Regions from separate parts of the Mus musculus genome. Here all the other regions are linked to region 3. The links are chromatin contacts, called in public ChIA-PET and promoter capture Hi-C maps. All regions are on one chromosome and are shown on one strand. The core of a region is the stretch at or near the end of the contact, and the rest is flanking DNA. Distances in the headings are between cores, read along the strand shown.

The links. Promoter capture Hi-C pulls out the DNA fragments that hold promoters and counts their contacts. ChIA-PET counts read pairs in DNA pulled down with a chosen protein or histone mark. Capture Hi-C pulls out chosen DNA fragments and counts their contacts.
Region 1: a contact with region 3 is called in a promoter capture Hi-C map of hematopoietic stem and progenitor cells. The contact joins the promoter of Slamf7 here to the promoter of Arhgap30 in region 3. A contact is called at or near these places in 3 of 39 promoter capture datasets (hematopoietic stem and progenitor cells, hippocampal neurons and pre-B cells) and 3 of 115 datasets of contacts at active chromatin or transcription factors (bone marrow-derived macrophages, effector CD8 T cells and memory CD8 T cells).
Region 2: a contact with region 3 is called in an RNA polymerase II ChIA-PET map of effector CD8 T cells, with 45 read pairs. The contact joins the promoter of Cd48 here to the promoter of Arhgap30 in region 3. A contact is called at or near these places in 2 of 39 promoter capture datasets (hippocampal neurons and pre-B cells) and 2 of 115 datasets of contacts at active chromatin or transcription factors (effector CD8 T cells and memory CD8 T cells).
Region 4: a promoter capture Hi-C map of liver shows a contact between it and region 3, with 3 times the contacts expected there. The contact joins the promoter of Fcrla here to the promoter of Arhgap30 in region 3. A contact is called at or near these places in 2 of 39 promoter capture datasets (liver and pre-B cells).
Region 5: a promoter capture Hi-C map of adipose tissue shows a contact between it and region 3. The contact joins the promoter of Cfap126 here to the promoter of Arhgap30 in region 3. A contact is called at or near these places in 21 of 39 promoter capture datasets (the 3T3-L1 cell line, 3T3-L1-derived adipocytes, the C10 cell line and 12 more), 1 of 15 datasets of contacts at CTCF or cohesin (stem cell-derived epiblast-like cells), 9 of 484 Hi-C or Micro-C datasets (the CH12 cell line, Th1 cells, double positive thymocytes and 4 more), 13 of 115 datasets of contacts at active chromatin or transcription factors (T-cell acute lymphoblastic leukemia, bone marrow-derived macrophages, embryonic hindbrain and 7 more) and 4 of 9 other capture datasets (adipose tissue, embryonic stem cells, liver and 1 more).

Annotation. Positions count from the first base shown.
Region 1 is chr1:171,651,697-171,654,396 of GRCm38.p6, forward strand. Slamf7 (SLAM family member 7) reads right to left here and starts at 1,341. Exons shown (of 8, transcript NM_144539.5): 1 at 961-1,341.
Region 2 is chr1:171,680,549-171,683,248 of GRCm38.p6, forward strand. Cd48 (CD48 antigen) reads left to right here and starts at 1,444. Exons shown (of 4, transcript NM_007649.5): 1 at 1,444-1,618. The coding sequence starts at 1,546.
Region 3 is chr1:171,387,602-171,390,301 of GRCm38.p6, forward strand. It overlaps Arhgap30 (Rho GTPase activating protein 30), which reads left to right and starts at 1,359. Exons shown (of 12, transcript NM_001005508.2): 1 at 1,359-1,762. The coding sequence starts at 1,666. Nectin4 (nectin cell adhesion molecule 4) reads left to right here. Exons shown (of 9, transcript NM_027893.3): 9 at 1-686.
Region 4 is chr1:170,926,070-170,928,839 of GRCm38.p6, forward strand. Fcrla (Fc receptor-like A) reads right to left here and starts at 1,514. Exons shown (of 5, transcript NM_145141.2): 1 at 1,393-1,514. The coding sequence starts at 1,471.
Region 5 is chr1:171,121,635-171,124,334 of GRCm38.p6, forward strand. It overlaps Cfap126 (cilia and flagella associated protein 126), which reads left to right and starts at 1,411. Exons shown (of 5, transcript NM_001379426.1): 1 at 1,411-1,559. The coding sequence starts at 1,533.

The DNA of each region.
Region 1 (2,700 bases), core at 91-2,590, 260 kb after region 3:
TTGCTTCTATGTCCTAAAAATGAACTTTATGGCTGGTCTTAGACTCTCAAACTTCTGACTCAGTTGGAGTCTTTAGTTTTATTGGTATCTCTCTTTCTTCCCTCCCTTCGCCCCCCCCTTTTTTAATATCTCAATCACAAGTGTGATATGAAAGTAGAAGCTGGGAGACTGGGCTGGAATGGTCTAAATGGGGGTGGTGGGTATGGTGGTGGTGGTGGTGGAAGGGAGTGGCAGATGGGGGAAAACCAAAAGGAAAGATTGGAAACTTAGTATTTCATAAATGTATTTAAAATGTAATAATTAGAATTTAAACAAGGTTACCCTGTATGGGTGGCCAGAATTGAATGGAAATACCAATGTCAGGTGGACAACATCTTGCCAGTTGTCTGTCAGGGAGGTTCAGGGAGGCCCAGAGGCTCCCAAAACAGGACAGGCTATCACCACTGCTCTTGGTTGCCCACCAGAATTTGATGGTAAGACCCCATTGCTAAAGAGACCAAGCACATACTTTGGATACAGAACACAGAGAAATCAAGCTGGAACTGAACTGGAGGTCTCCTCCCTGCTGGCTAGCTTTCACAGCTCTGCAAGGCGCTATGCAGGCCGCTGGGGGAGAAGAGTCACGAATAGTCTTACCTTTGAAGGTACAATCCTGACCTACCTGACACCATGTCCCCATTGGTACCATAGTGGTGTGATTATGTCGGAATAGCCAGTTACTTTCTGATTGGATTTGAGGCCAGCCAGAAAGAACCCATGTTTGATACTATAAACTTAGTCCAGAACCTGTGGCTGGGTGCTTCAGGACCTCTCAGGGGGAACCCGTTACTGTTGCTTTGCTAAATGGACATACTGTTAAATTGCCTTCTAAGCACTCATGTTTATACCCACAAGTTAGCACTACTTTCAGCCTTGCTCAGAGATGCCACTGTGGGCAGTGGTTAGTTCAGAGACTCATACCTGGTCAAAGTCCGGAGAATCAGTGATGGAGTACTCAGCTTTAAGCAAGGCGTCTGTATCAGGGCTCAGGAAACACTGTGGAAGAAGGGGTGGAAAGAATGTAGGAGCTAGGAGACAAGGAGGTGTGCTGTGAAATGACATCTTCCCATCATGACACATTTCATGGTTTGCTGCAGAAGCTCTGCCAGGCTTGGGCCTTCAACATTTCATCATGGGTAGGAGTGAGGCTCATGGAGCCCTCCCCTCCCCAAGGGACTATTGGCAGTTAACGGTTTCTGGGGGAAGGAGTGTCGTGGTCTTTGATGTTGTTACCACCAACAAATAGCAGATGCTCTAATAACCGCCCACTAGTGCTCATGTAGGTAACCATAATTAGATTCTGTGGATCACACACACACACACACACACACACACGCCAAGCGATGTGAAGCCAGGTATGACTGTTAGGGAGCAGAGTCCAATCAGAGGAGGATGGATGGGAGAGTAACAGGTGTGAAAGTGACTAAAACTCACCATATTTGTGAGGAAACTGTCAACGAACAATCTCTTTAAAAAAAGAATAGAAAACAAAGATGCCCGTTACTGAGAGTATAGTGTAGGTTCTCCTGCTCTCTCGCTCTCTCTCTCTCTCTCTCTCTCTCTCTCTCTCTCTCTCTCTCTCTCTCCCTTCTCTCCTCTCTCTCTCTCTCTCTCCCTCCCTTCTCTCCTCTTTCTCTCCTCAAAGGCTCCATAAACCCTCCAGTCTATCTGGGACAGACTGGGATTTCCTCTGTTCAACTTTTATCAAAGTGGAGAGGTGTTTTTTGTTTTTTTGGTTTTTCGGTTTTTTTTTAACTATTTCCCACCTCTTCTGATGACTTTTACCAACTTTGCTCAGTGTATTTTCCAGAGATTCATCAGGTCACGCCTGTGTGTTATCTACCATCTTTCAAAAGCCTGCCTATATATCTTTCCAACATGGCTCATAGACAGTTATTTGTTCATCTTGACCTAGTTCAATTAAGAGCCAGAGGTGTATTTTTTTCTAAGTACATCCTATTAGCAAACATTTCCTTAGCAAAGCCAGGACAATAACCCACATCAGTGACAACAATTCCTGTCATACTATATCCTATCATAGACATTAATGAGTATTGCTTGCTTTTGTAACACATTATACAGATGTGGGCAATGATAGAAATAATAGTTATTAGAAAACATTGTAATTTTGATTCCTGAAATTCTTGCCAAACAGAATGGAGAGGTGGAAGAGCCTAATCATATAAATTGACCCAGAAGGGGTTTGGGTCACTCAGCTCATAGCTTTCCTTGTTCCTGTAAATGACCAGACCAAGATCTTTTGTGTAATATGGAGAGAATTATGAAAGGGAAAGAGGCCCAGATGAAGTCAAATTAGGTCACTGAAAAGTCCTGAGGTGTCCCCTAAGGATTCCGTGGACAGAGATTGAAAAAGAAAGAGTAAGAAAGGAAAACCTGGGGCTGGAGACATGGCTCATCGGTTAAGAGCACTGGCTGCTCTTCCAGAGGTCCTGAGTTCAATTCCCAGCAACCACATGGTGACTCACAACCATCTGTAATGAGTTCTGATGCTCTCTTCTGGTGCGGCTGAAGACAGCTATGGTGTACTCACATACATAAAATAAATAAATAAATCGAGAGAGAGCAGACAGAGAGAGAAGAGAGAGAGAGAGAGAGAGAGAGAGAGAGAGAGAGAGAGACCTGCCCTTGAGAACTAACCTC
Region 2 (2,700 bases), core at 194-2,693, 290 kb after region 3:
TTGGGATCTCTTGCAAACCATACATAGGAGAAAGGGGACGATTTCAAACCTTCATTAGCTATGCTCTTCCATTCTGCCTTAGATTCTTAGGCTAGCCAAAAAACGACAGATCTTCTCAGGGAACTTGAGAATCAACTCTAGGGTGTGAGACACATTGGATCAGAGACCATCTCTGCCTTTGCCTTTCTGCCTCTGCCTCAAGTGCTGGCATGAAAGGGGTGCACCACCACCACGCCCATGTTGAGAACTGTATTTTTTTTTTAGGTTTATTTATTTTTATGTGTATGGCTGTTTTGTATGCATGTACATATGTATGTCATGTGCATTCCTACTCTCCGTGAGAAGAGGTAAGAAGAGGGTGGCAGATCCCCTGGAACTACAGTTACACATGGTTCTGAGCCTCCATATAGATACTGGGAATCAATCAAACCTGGGTGACCTCCAAGAACAAGTGTTGTTAACTACCAAGACACGTCTACAGCCTGAGCACCGTGCTGTATGTTTGGAAGTGCTGCAGCTGGTTCTCCACACCTGCTCTTTGCGTATTTTTGCAACCCTGTCCTCTTTCTCCTGCTTCTAGGAAGACTCTGCTAAGATGGGTGGGGAGTTGGTTTTTGAGATACTATGGGGCTGGACCACGCCTATTTCCGCATCCTGCTGGTCCTCTCATTTTGCCCTACCTCCTCTTCTCAGTTCCTTTTTAATGTGTAATCTAAAACTGTCTCTGCCTAAATCCACCATAAAACCTTGCTCATTTGCTCCTGCCGTATCTTCTCTTCTAGTTCAAAGCTTTGCTGTCTGCCATGCTGGGCAGAGAAAACAGCAGGCACAGTGCAGAAAGGCATAAGAAAAGGGCCGGAGGCTGGCCAGACCTGATTTCTAGAAGATTCTGGTGAGACTCATAATCTTAACATCTTTCTGCATGTGGAGAATAAATGGGAAAGTTCACCATAACTGACACATGACTTAGGCAAACCTGACTCTGAGTTTCAATAAGGTACAAGAATTGATACCTGCTGTAGCTATCTCATAGACCTCTCGTGTGATCAGGAGCATAAGACATGATTCCCAATGTCAGGTAGTGAGTTGACTTGGTGTCTCCTCCTGTAGAAGCAGGCTGCATGCGGAACAGGGCAGAGGGCCATGTGAACGGACAGATGGGCGTTGCTGGAGGTGGCTGGAGATAGTCAACTCCCCTCTGCGACGCTGGTGGTCTCTGCCCAGTCACAGCCTCTCCTTACTCCCCACAGGCAACAGCAGATTCGGCCTCAGTGCTCAAAGTGCACTGCTGAAAAATCCATTCTTTTAAGCCAAGCTATTTTTCTTGTTGATCTCTAGTGGGTAGGAGAATTTGAAATCTCATTCCATGTGGTGTGATGGTAGTGGTCTGCTTTCCTGTTGTGTATGGTAATTCGTGAAATAGAGAAAAAACAGAAAAACCTCATACGACTTCCGGTTTTGGGTTTTGCTTCCTGATTGAAGGGCAGGCGCCCTGACTTCTCTTACAGTTGTCTCCAGTGTTCTGGGGAAGCTTCTCTAAGTATTATGTGCTTCATAAAACAGGGATGGTGTCTGGTCCTGGAACTGCTACTGCTGCCCTTGGGAACTGGATTTCAAGGTAGCTTCCTCCAAGTGTCCGGCTGTGCACTGAAGGCATGGCCAGCTGGGAAAGGGGAGGTGGGATGTAGCTCAACCCTGGAAATGAGCATGCTCCTGGGCTGGGTGCTACCATGCTCGCAGCGGGACTGGGGGGAAGGCTGGGACGTGTTCCTCAGCTCTGGAAAACGAGGCCCCATCTCTTTTCCCAGGAGGACAAGAGAAACGGGACCTGGGGAGGTGGGGAAGTAGGACCCTTGTACTACATATACCTCATGCCTGGTGCTCTGTGAAGGAATTTTTAGTAAGAGGAAGCTCTCTGCTAAAAGGAGCTCCGTTTTTTTTTAATATATTTTTTATTACGTATTTTCCTCAAATACATTTCCAATGCTATCCCAAAAGTCCCCCATACCCTCCCCCCCACTTCCCTACCCACCCATTCCCATTTTTTTGGCCCTGGTGTTCCCCTGTACTGGGGCATATAAAGTTTGCAAGTCCAATGGGCCTCTCTTTCCAGTGATGGCCGACTAGGCCATCTTTTGATACATATGCAGCTAGAGTCAAGAGCTCAGGGGTACTGGTTAGTTCATAATGTTGTTCCACCTATAGGGTTGCAGATGCCTTTAGCTCCTTGGGTACTTTCTCTAGCTCCTCCATTGGGGGTCCTATGATCCATCCAATAGCTGACTGTGAGTATCCACTTCTGTGTTTGCTAGGCCCCGGCATAGACTCACAAGAGACAGCTCTATCTGGGTCCTTTCAGCAAAATCTTGCTAGTGTGTGCAATGGTGTCAGCATTTGGAAGCTGATTATGGGATGGATCCCGGGATATGGCAGTCTCTAGATGGTCCATCCTTTCGTCACAGCTCCAAACATTGTCTCTGTAACTCCTTCCATGGGTGTTTTGTTCCCAATTCTAAGAAGGGGCAAAGTGTCCACACTTTGTTCTTCGTTCTTCTTGAGTTTCATGTGTTTAGCAAATTGTATCTTATATCTTGGGTATCCTAAGTTTCTGGGCTAATATCCACTTATCAGTGAGTACATATTGTGTGAGTTCCTTTGTGATTGAGTTACCTCACTCAGGATGATGCCCTCCAGGTCCAT
Region 3 (2,700 bases), core at 109-2,608:
CCAGGCCACATAGGCATTCAACCAAACTGTCTAGCAGACCACGGCAGGGATTAGTGCCTGTGGTTCTGGAAAGTTCTCTTCCTAGGATGCCTTCACCCACAGAGGTTCTGGGGAGGGGGCTGACAGCTGGAGGAGTCTGGAACCTGGGGTATGAGGTCTGAACACTGGATAAGAGACTAGGGATGGGGGGGCTTGGCTCCCATGGCCCCTCGAATCTTGTCCTCGCTGTGTCTACAGTGGTTTGTACCTTCACGGCGTTGGGACTTGTTGTCAAGGACTCCTGGTTCAGTTGTGTTGAGGGCAGAGGGTAGGTCGCGGGGAAGGTGGAAGTTCAGGTGAAGAGAAAGGGGTGTTGTGGGTGAGGGTGAGAACAGGCCCTTCCCCAGGGGTTTCTGAGTCATTAATCCGGGGCTCTCTGGCACTTTGTATGTGTGGAGCCTGGGGTAAGATGTTTGTTTTTCTTTAGCCTGCCCAAACTTACGCAGTCAGAATACTGGGATTTAGTATCCAACCCTTGTGTGGCCTGAAATCTGCTGGTCTAAAGGAGAAACTCTCATTTCATTCCCAAGCAGCCCAGGACTTATGGACCCCAAGGATCTGGGGTCTTAGTATGTATATTTCATGTAAATATATGTATATTTGTACATAAAATGATATTCTGTTTTTAAATAAACAGATAAAACCTTTTTTTGTCTGATTCCTGTCTTGCCCCTTGAACTGGGTAAGTCACAAGTGCTATGGACTGAGTCTCTATGTGATTCCCTCCCAGGGAAAGGGCCCAGATACAGCTAAGAAAGGAGCAAGTGGCTTTCAAAAGACATTGTAACCATTTCTGAGAGCCCTCAGGTAGGGCCGTGTGGACATAACCTCCTTTTGGGGAAGCCAGTGCCTTAGTTTCTAAAGTGGTTCTAATCTGACTGTACTGGAAACTTCCAGCAGCTGTGTGGGGTGGTCAGCCGTGTACCCTTTGACAGACAAAGAAACTGAAACTCAAAGTCACCTGGTCTGTGTCCTCATTTTCAAATGTACAGCGACTGGAGGCTCAGTGAAGTAATGTGACCTGACCAAGATGGCAGGGTCATCAAAGAATCCCCCACCCTGGGTATGTTCTTCGTGGTCCTTTCCTGCCGTGCTCACAGGCAAAGCCTCGGGTCTCTGTCCCACCTAGAGATTTCGGTCTCTAGAAATGGCAGCCACCTGCTCACACCCCAGGCACCCTTACTCCACCCCGAGATTCTGACATCACCTTCTGCTGTGACCAATGAATGGAGTCCCAGCAATGATGAGGATGTGAATGCCAGCTACCTCCCCCACCCGAGGCCTGTGGTTGCAAAGATGCTCTAACAGGAAGCGGGTTTGAGGAGCTGCACAGCTTCCTGCTCCCCCTCGAGCTGCACAGGACGAGAAGGGCTAGCGCTCAGCTTGGCCACGAGACACAGCTTCATGCCAGGGTTCTGGTAGCTTCCTCTTCCATATCTACTTCCGTGTGGCCCCAGGGGCCCCCCAGAGGCAAGCGCTGCTGTCCCTTGCCCAGGCCACCCTCCACCTCCAGTTTGGAGCCCTGCCCCCCCTGGGGCTGGGCCAAGCCCAACTACTGACTGGGATTCCATGGGGGACTGGTAGGTCAAAGGTCTTGGGGGACAGAGATCCCGGGGGGCCCTGGTCATGAAGTCTCGGCAGAAAGGAAAGAAGAAGGGCAGCTCTAAGGAACGGGTGTTTGGGTGTGACCTACGTGAGCATCTACAGCACTCGGGCCAGGAAGGTAAGGAGGTCAATTGGAACGGGGCAGCTGGGTGGCTGGATTGCCATGCAGACGCCAACCTTGTCTTCTCCGTTGGGCAGAATGAGCTCTTAGGGAACGGGCAGTGGCCCAGGATCACCACACCTGAGATCTAGGCAAAGGCAAGACAGGAAATGTGGCTCAGAGAAGAAGATGGAGAGGTGCCCTTCTGCGGTAGTTAGGGACCGGGTAGCTGAGAACTCGAGGATGGGAATGCCGAGGGAATGTGTCCCGGGGTGGGGTGGGGGATGAGATTTGGAAAATCTGGAGAGGTGGATGAATCAGATGAGAGAATGGAGACTGGGGACAGGGTGGAGGGAATGGAGGTCGGATGCCAGAAGAATGGCTGAAGGGATAGTTGGTGGAACACTAAGTGGAGATACAGGTAAGAAAGGGCCCAGCGAGTCTGAGGATAGAACTTGCGGAGGGGAGAGGAAGGCATTCTAACTGGAGAACAGCACCAAGGGACAAGGACCTAGCCCTTCTGCACCTTTGCTGGGCCACAGGAGTGGGGGCAGCAGGGAGGAGTGACACTCTTCTTTAAATTGCTTGCAAAGAAGAAACCCGTTGATGGTAGACTGCACCGGGAATGCGGGAAAAGTGAACCAGACTGCTTCAGCCCTGGTTTGAAGTGGGGAGTGGAAACTACAATAAAGAGGGGTGTGCACCCAGTCTGGAGCTCCCTCTGCAGTGGGCCTGGGAGCTCATCACTGTGTAGGACATGCAGTCACCACTCAGAACCAGGCCTTAATTTGTTCTGAAATTGATCAGTGCCGACCCGACTACACTGCCCAGCTTGTTTTCAGCACGCAGAGCAACTTAACAAAAAAAGGGGGCACAATTCTGCCCCCCTCCACTCCACCCCACCCCAATCTGTCATTTCCTCTTTGTCCCCCTTCTCTGGTTGCCTGCAGTGAAGG
Region 4 (2,770 bases), core at 264-2,763, 460 kb before region 3:
CTTTAAGGATACTTAGATGCTTGTAAAGGGGGAGGGGACTGGGGAGTCATGGCAGAGGTCATTTCAGATGGAGCTAACAATATAAGCAAATCTCGGAGGCAGATAGGAATCTGGGCTGTGAATGGAAATGCAGGCTCATTGAGTTTTGTGAGAGTGGAAGTGGGAAGGCTTTGGGTATGCCAAAGAGGCTGAGGGGGTTTAGTGGGTACCAGGTTTGGGGTTTTATGTGCCACAACAAGAGCTGGAGTTTTAGAAGTCACTCCGGATGTAGAGAGAATTCATCCTGTGAGACGAGGCTGAGACAGGGTTGGCAAGGAAGCCATTGCCCAGCTCAGTCCTAAGAAAACATTTGTAGTGGTCCAGAGAAGGAACTGGTTGAGAAAGCAAGTTAGGAGGTGACATTTGTCAATGATGATGATGCAGAGAATGACAAAGGAAGAGTTGGGTTTCCAGCAGAGGGCTAGTGCAGTGAGCTGAGATCAGATAAAAAGTAAATGAAAAGAAGTGAGGATGCAAGAATGTGTGAACTCATCTCTGGTCATGTTGTGTTGGTACCAGGTACATGGACACACACACACACACACACACACACACACACACACACACACACACATGGGTCAAAATGCCTGTGTAAAGGTTAATATTCAAATGTGAAGGTCAAAAGCAGAATTAGAGCTGGAAATGTGCCCGAGGCTCTAAAATATACAACTGTTCAGAAAAAACATACACATACATGCAAACTGGAGGGAGGGAGGGAGGGAGGGAGGGAGGGAGGGAGGGAGGGAGGGAGGGAGGGAGGGAGGGAGGGAGGGAAAAGATTTAACTTTAGAGCACACTGGAGTTTATGGAAGGCAAAGAAAAGCTACTGAAGGACCAAAGGACATCCCAGCAGTAAACAGAGTAAATGACAGTGACAGTCAGGAAAACAGAGGCTGCAAGAGAGAATAAGCAGCCAGTAGGGCTAGACAAAACAAAGAAACCCATCACGGTAAGAACCGAAAAGTGTACAGGGACCTGGTTAGAGCAGAGGTCACTGTACCCTACGTAATCCAGACTCCAGTGGAGGCCACGCTGCAAGCAGGGAAGGAGGTGGAGCCTGCAAGCCCGCACTGCCCTTCCAAGACAGTTGTATTAGAAAAGTAAGAGCTAAGATTTGCAGTTGGCAAAGGCTTCATAGTCAGAAGGGACTTTTAGGATGGAAACTATTAGACTTTTTATATTTAGAAAGAGCCATTCAGTCCTTCACGTCTGACTTGTCTTCTATCTGTCCTTGTCCCGCCTGAGCAGTAATTCTTTGCAAAGTCAGAACTAGTCCATTCTTCTTACCTTTGAGGATTTCCTCAAGATTTGGCGTATCTCATCTCCACACCAGCATTCAAACACTTTACTTACCCAGTAACATCTGGGTTGCCAGGAGCACAGCAGGGCAGACATAAAGGGCCCACTGTGTGAGCGTGCAGCTCAGCTTCATGGTGACTGGGTTTATACCTCCTGCAACCCCAACATACTGATTTTCTTCAACATGAAACCTCTCAAATTAGAAAAGAGGAAATAAACCTAACTGTCTCGCCTCCACACACCTGTGGCCAAGTCTCCAATTGGCTCTTGTCACTCAGGTTCACACAGGTTGCTTCTGATGCCATCCTTCATCCCTCAGGGTGTAGATTAAATGCTAGGGCTCTCAATTGTTAATTTTTTTCTTTTTCTTGTTGAGCTTGGGGACTTTTCAAAATGATTGGTGTTCAGTTGGTCTTCAGACTACACCAGAGAGAAGTCAACCCCACAACAGTCCAGCTCGCTGGAGGTAGGAGGCCGGAAATTAATGGAAGAAAACCACGGGGGTGTGAAGGATGTGATGTGGAGGTGTCCTGCTCCTTCCACTCCACTCTTTACCTGTGCCCAGTGATTCTAATACAGCAGGAGAGAGAGAGGACAGATTGATAAGGGTAGCTGTCAAATTTGTCTCTATTGGCTCTGCCCAAGCAAACTCCACTCAAAGTTGTACCCAAGTTTCTCCTGACCTGTGTCTTAGCTTTGTTTCTGCAGAACGACACAGGCTTGCAGAACTGTTGAGCCTTGCAGAATGATACAGGCTGTTCAGCCTTTGTGGAACTCTGCATACAAGGCAGAGTTAGAACCATGGGAAAGAGCAAAAAGAAAAAGAAAATCAATTCCCAGAGACCCCAGCAAGAAGTCCAACCATTGGGTTCCCTGCCAAAGCTCGAAGCACTGACTCTGAGGACTTGGAGACAGGAAGTATCCAGTCTTTGAGTACCTGGAAGAGACTGGGGAACATGGGCAATGAATATAGAAGCCATGTCATCTCTCTTCACCTCCGTGTGGACCTATGGGAGCCACAGTCCCGAACTCCAACTCTTTGCTCAGTTGTGGGCCCTGTGTCTCCTTGCATGGAGATCCTACTCTTCTACTTTCCCTTGTCACACCACCCACACCCAGGTCCCACACAGGGAGGAGTGTCATCAGAAATGTGGGTCTCAAAGACAGAGAGGGGGTGGGGCTGCATGACCAGTCAGTTATGACAAAACAGATCAGGATAGGCAGGTGGGCCATATGGGCATAGGAGAGTACGGTTTTCTATGTCTAGTGTAAGCAGTTAGAATAACTTTTCCATTATGTAAGAAGTGTATGTTTTTGTGCAGATGGCCCCAGGGAGTCCTGAGCTGGTTGAATATGGGTGTGGGGGAAGGCAGTGAGGCAGTAAGTCTTGCAGCTGATGTGGTAGAAAGACCCAACAGCTTCAGAAGAGGAA
Region 5 (2,700 bases), core at 161-2,660, 270 kb before region 3:
TGCCCCTCCCCCTCCCAGTGGACCCCACCTGCTTCCCCCTATACCCTCTTCTCACTTCACGTGGACTTTTGTTCTTGTTGTTTGGTTGTTGAGATAAGGCCTTTCTATGCATCCCTGACTGGCCTGGAACTTACTATGTAAACCTGGTTGGCTCACATTTAGAGGTCTGACTCCTCCAAGTTCTGAGGTTAGAGGCGTCACCATGCTTTCGTGTTTGAGTGTGTGTGTGTGTGTGTGTGTGTGTGTGTGTGTGTGTGTCTGAGCTCAGAGATGCTTGCACACGTGGGAGGTTATTCCCAGGAGCATGGACCACCTACCAGTGTGGCTGGTTACAACACTGAAAAGAAGATCCTGCCCTCTCCAGAACTATTAACATAAAGGGCGGGGCCTTGTGAGCCCCTCCCCCAGCAACAGTTAACGCCTCCATAGCTCCAGGAAGGAGGGGGGGCCTCATGAGTCCCTTCCCTGTTTTTTGGAGACAGGATCCTACTACATAGCCAAGGCTGGTCTTGAACTTGAGATCCTCCTGCCTCCACTTCCTGGATACTGGGATTACAGGCGTGCACAGCCATATCTGGCTCTTAAGTATCTTTGGACAACTTGGGTTTTTTCCTTTTTTTAAAACTTAAGACTTTGTAACTGACAAGCCCTCTTTAGTTCTAACACCCCAATAGATGAGTAGATGGACTTAACAGAAATTTCAATGAGTCTCTCAGGGTTCCTTGGTTTTATAGCTAATAGGCTCAGGCCCTGGTACCTACTCAGTTTCCCACCCTACGTTCTGATTTGCCATATCCTAACCAACACTATGAAGCTATATCTTGGGTCCTGTGACTGTAGGGGGATGGAGGAGACAGGAGTCACTTAAGGACCAAGGATAAGACATATATTTCCTTTTGGGAACAAACCAGTTGGTTGCTTCCTAAGCAGTGTGCCTTTGTTATCCTGTGAGCAGCATCTTGGCAGCGCCCAATTCCCACTGTGAACATTTCATTCACCTTATTCTTCAGTGTACAAAGCAGGCCATCACTACAGTGTGTGATGGATGAGGGGTTAGGCTTAGTTCATTATACCACAGTGTCTCACACACTCAGCTCACGGGGGTTGGGGGGTCTCAAAGTTTGTTTAAATAGTTGAAGATGTCATTCAAAGACAACCTGGAAATTCTGAAGCAGACTTAACTATGTTGGGGAAACAGCTATTTACATGACAGTTATCCCTGATTTGTTTTGGACACATGCAAAGTATAGTAACTGAGGCAAATGCAGCGGTCCTGCTCAGTGGTCCTGGGATTTTGGAAGCAGAGGCAGGAGGACGGGGTGTTCAAGGTATCCATGGCTACTTCTCAGTTCATTTTCTCATGTTTGTTTGGGCCTCTATACTCTAAAATGAAAATGAACCTACGTTTCAGAGAGAAAGGAAGAGGGTAGTGTAAACCACAGAATGTAGCCCAACCCCTGCTGACCGGGAGTAACTCCCAGAAGGCTGGCCTTCTGCAGTTGCCAGGCAACAAGTGTAAACAGCACTGGATCATGGCCACTAACTACAGTGCCAACCAGGTAAGCGCTTGCTCGTCACCCTTTTACATTTGAGTTTATGTTCCAGATGCTGCCCTTGACTGCCCGCTCCCATCAGACTCTGACTGGGTTGAGGCGGTGCTTCATCTCATGGGTGGGAGGGCCCAGGAACAAGCAAAGAGGATCTGGGTTAAATCTGTAGACCGTAAGCCAGGAAGCAGTGATTTTATTTGTACAGGCCAGAGTAAGCAGTTTAGGCTTTGTAAGTCAAGTGACAAAGTCATATCTATTTATATGAAAGTTAGCACTAATTTGTTTCAGAAAAATTCAAAATATAGGGGTAGAGATGCTCCCCAGTGGTCCCCGAGGCAGGAGGATGGGTGTTCAAGGCATTCTGGGGCTACATACTGAGTCCAAGGCTAACCTGAGCTTCAAGAGAACCCCTCCCCCTCCACACACACACAGAGAGAGAGAGAAAGAGAGAGAGAGAGAGAGAGAGAGAGAGAGAGAGAGAGAGAGAGAGAGAGAGAGAGAGAATGAAAACAAGGACACAAAATAGTCACTGATGGTTCGAGGCCAGCCTGGTCTACATAGAGAGTTCCAGGCCAGCCAGAGTCTTGTAGTAAGAAAAGAAACAAAATATTGCCTACACATTTTTGGAGTTCCTTTGGAGAAAATATTTTCCTTCTTTAGTATTCCCAGTTTAGTGTTGTTCTTTTTCTTCGTTTATGTGTATGTGTGTGAGTAGGTAGACAGGTAAGGTTTTGCTACTACCTACCTATCCCAGACTGGACCACAAAGTCACAACCCTCCTACCTTCCTCTGCTAAGCGTGAGGCTTACAGGTGTGTGCCACCTTGGCCAACTACCTTCTGTCAAAGCAACACAAATGGTTGTTTTATGTCTACAAATATTTTTACAAATGGTCTATTTTTACAAATAAAAAACGTTCTTGCCAGGGAGGCAGGGACAGAAGGGTGGAACCCAGCCTCAAAGAAAGAAAGAAAAAGAGAGAGAGAGAGAGAGAGAGAGAGAGAGAGAGAGAGAGAGAGAGAGAGAGAGAGAGAGAGAGAGAGAGAGGAAAGAAAGAAAGAAAGAAAGAAAGAAAGTGGCGTTTTCTGCCCCTTGGCCTTCTAAAAGCAGGTAGCAATGTGGATTTGGTTACCATCCCTTGGTCTAATCTA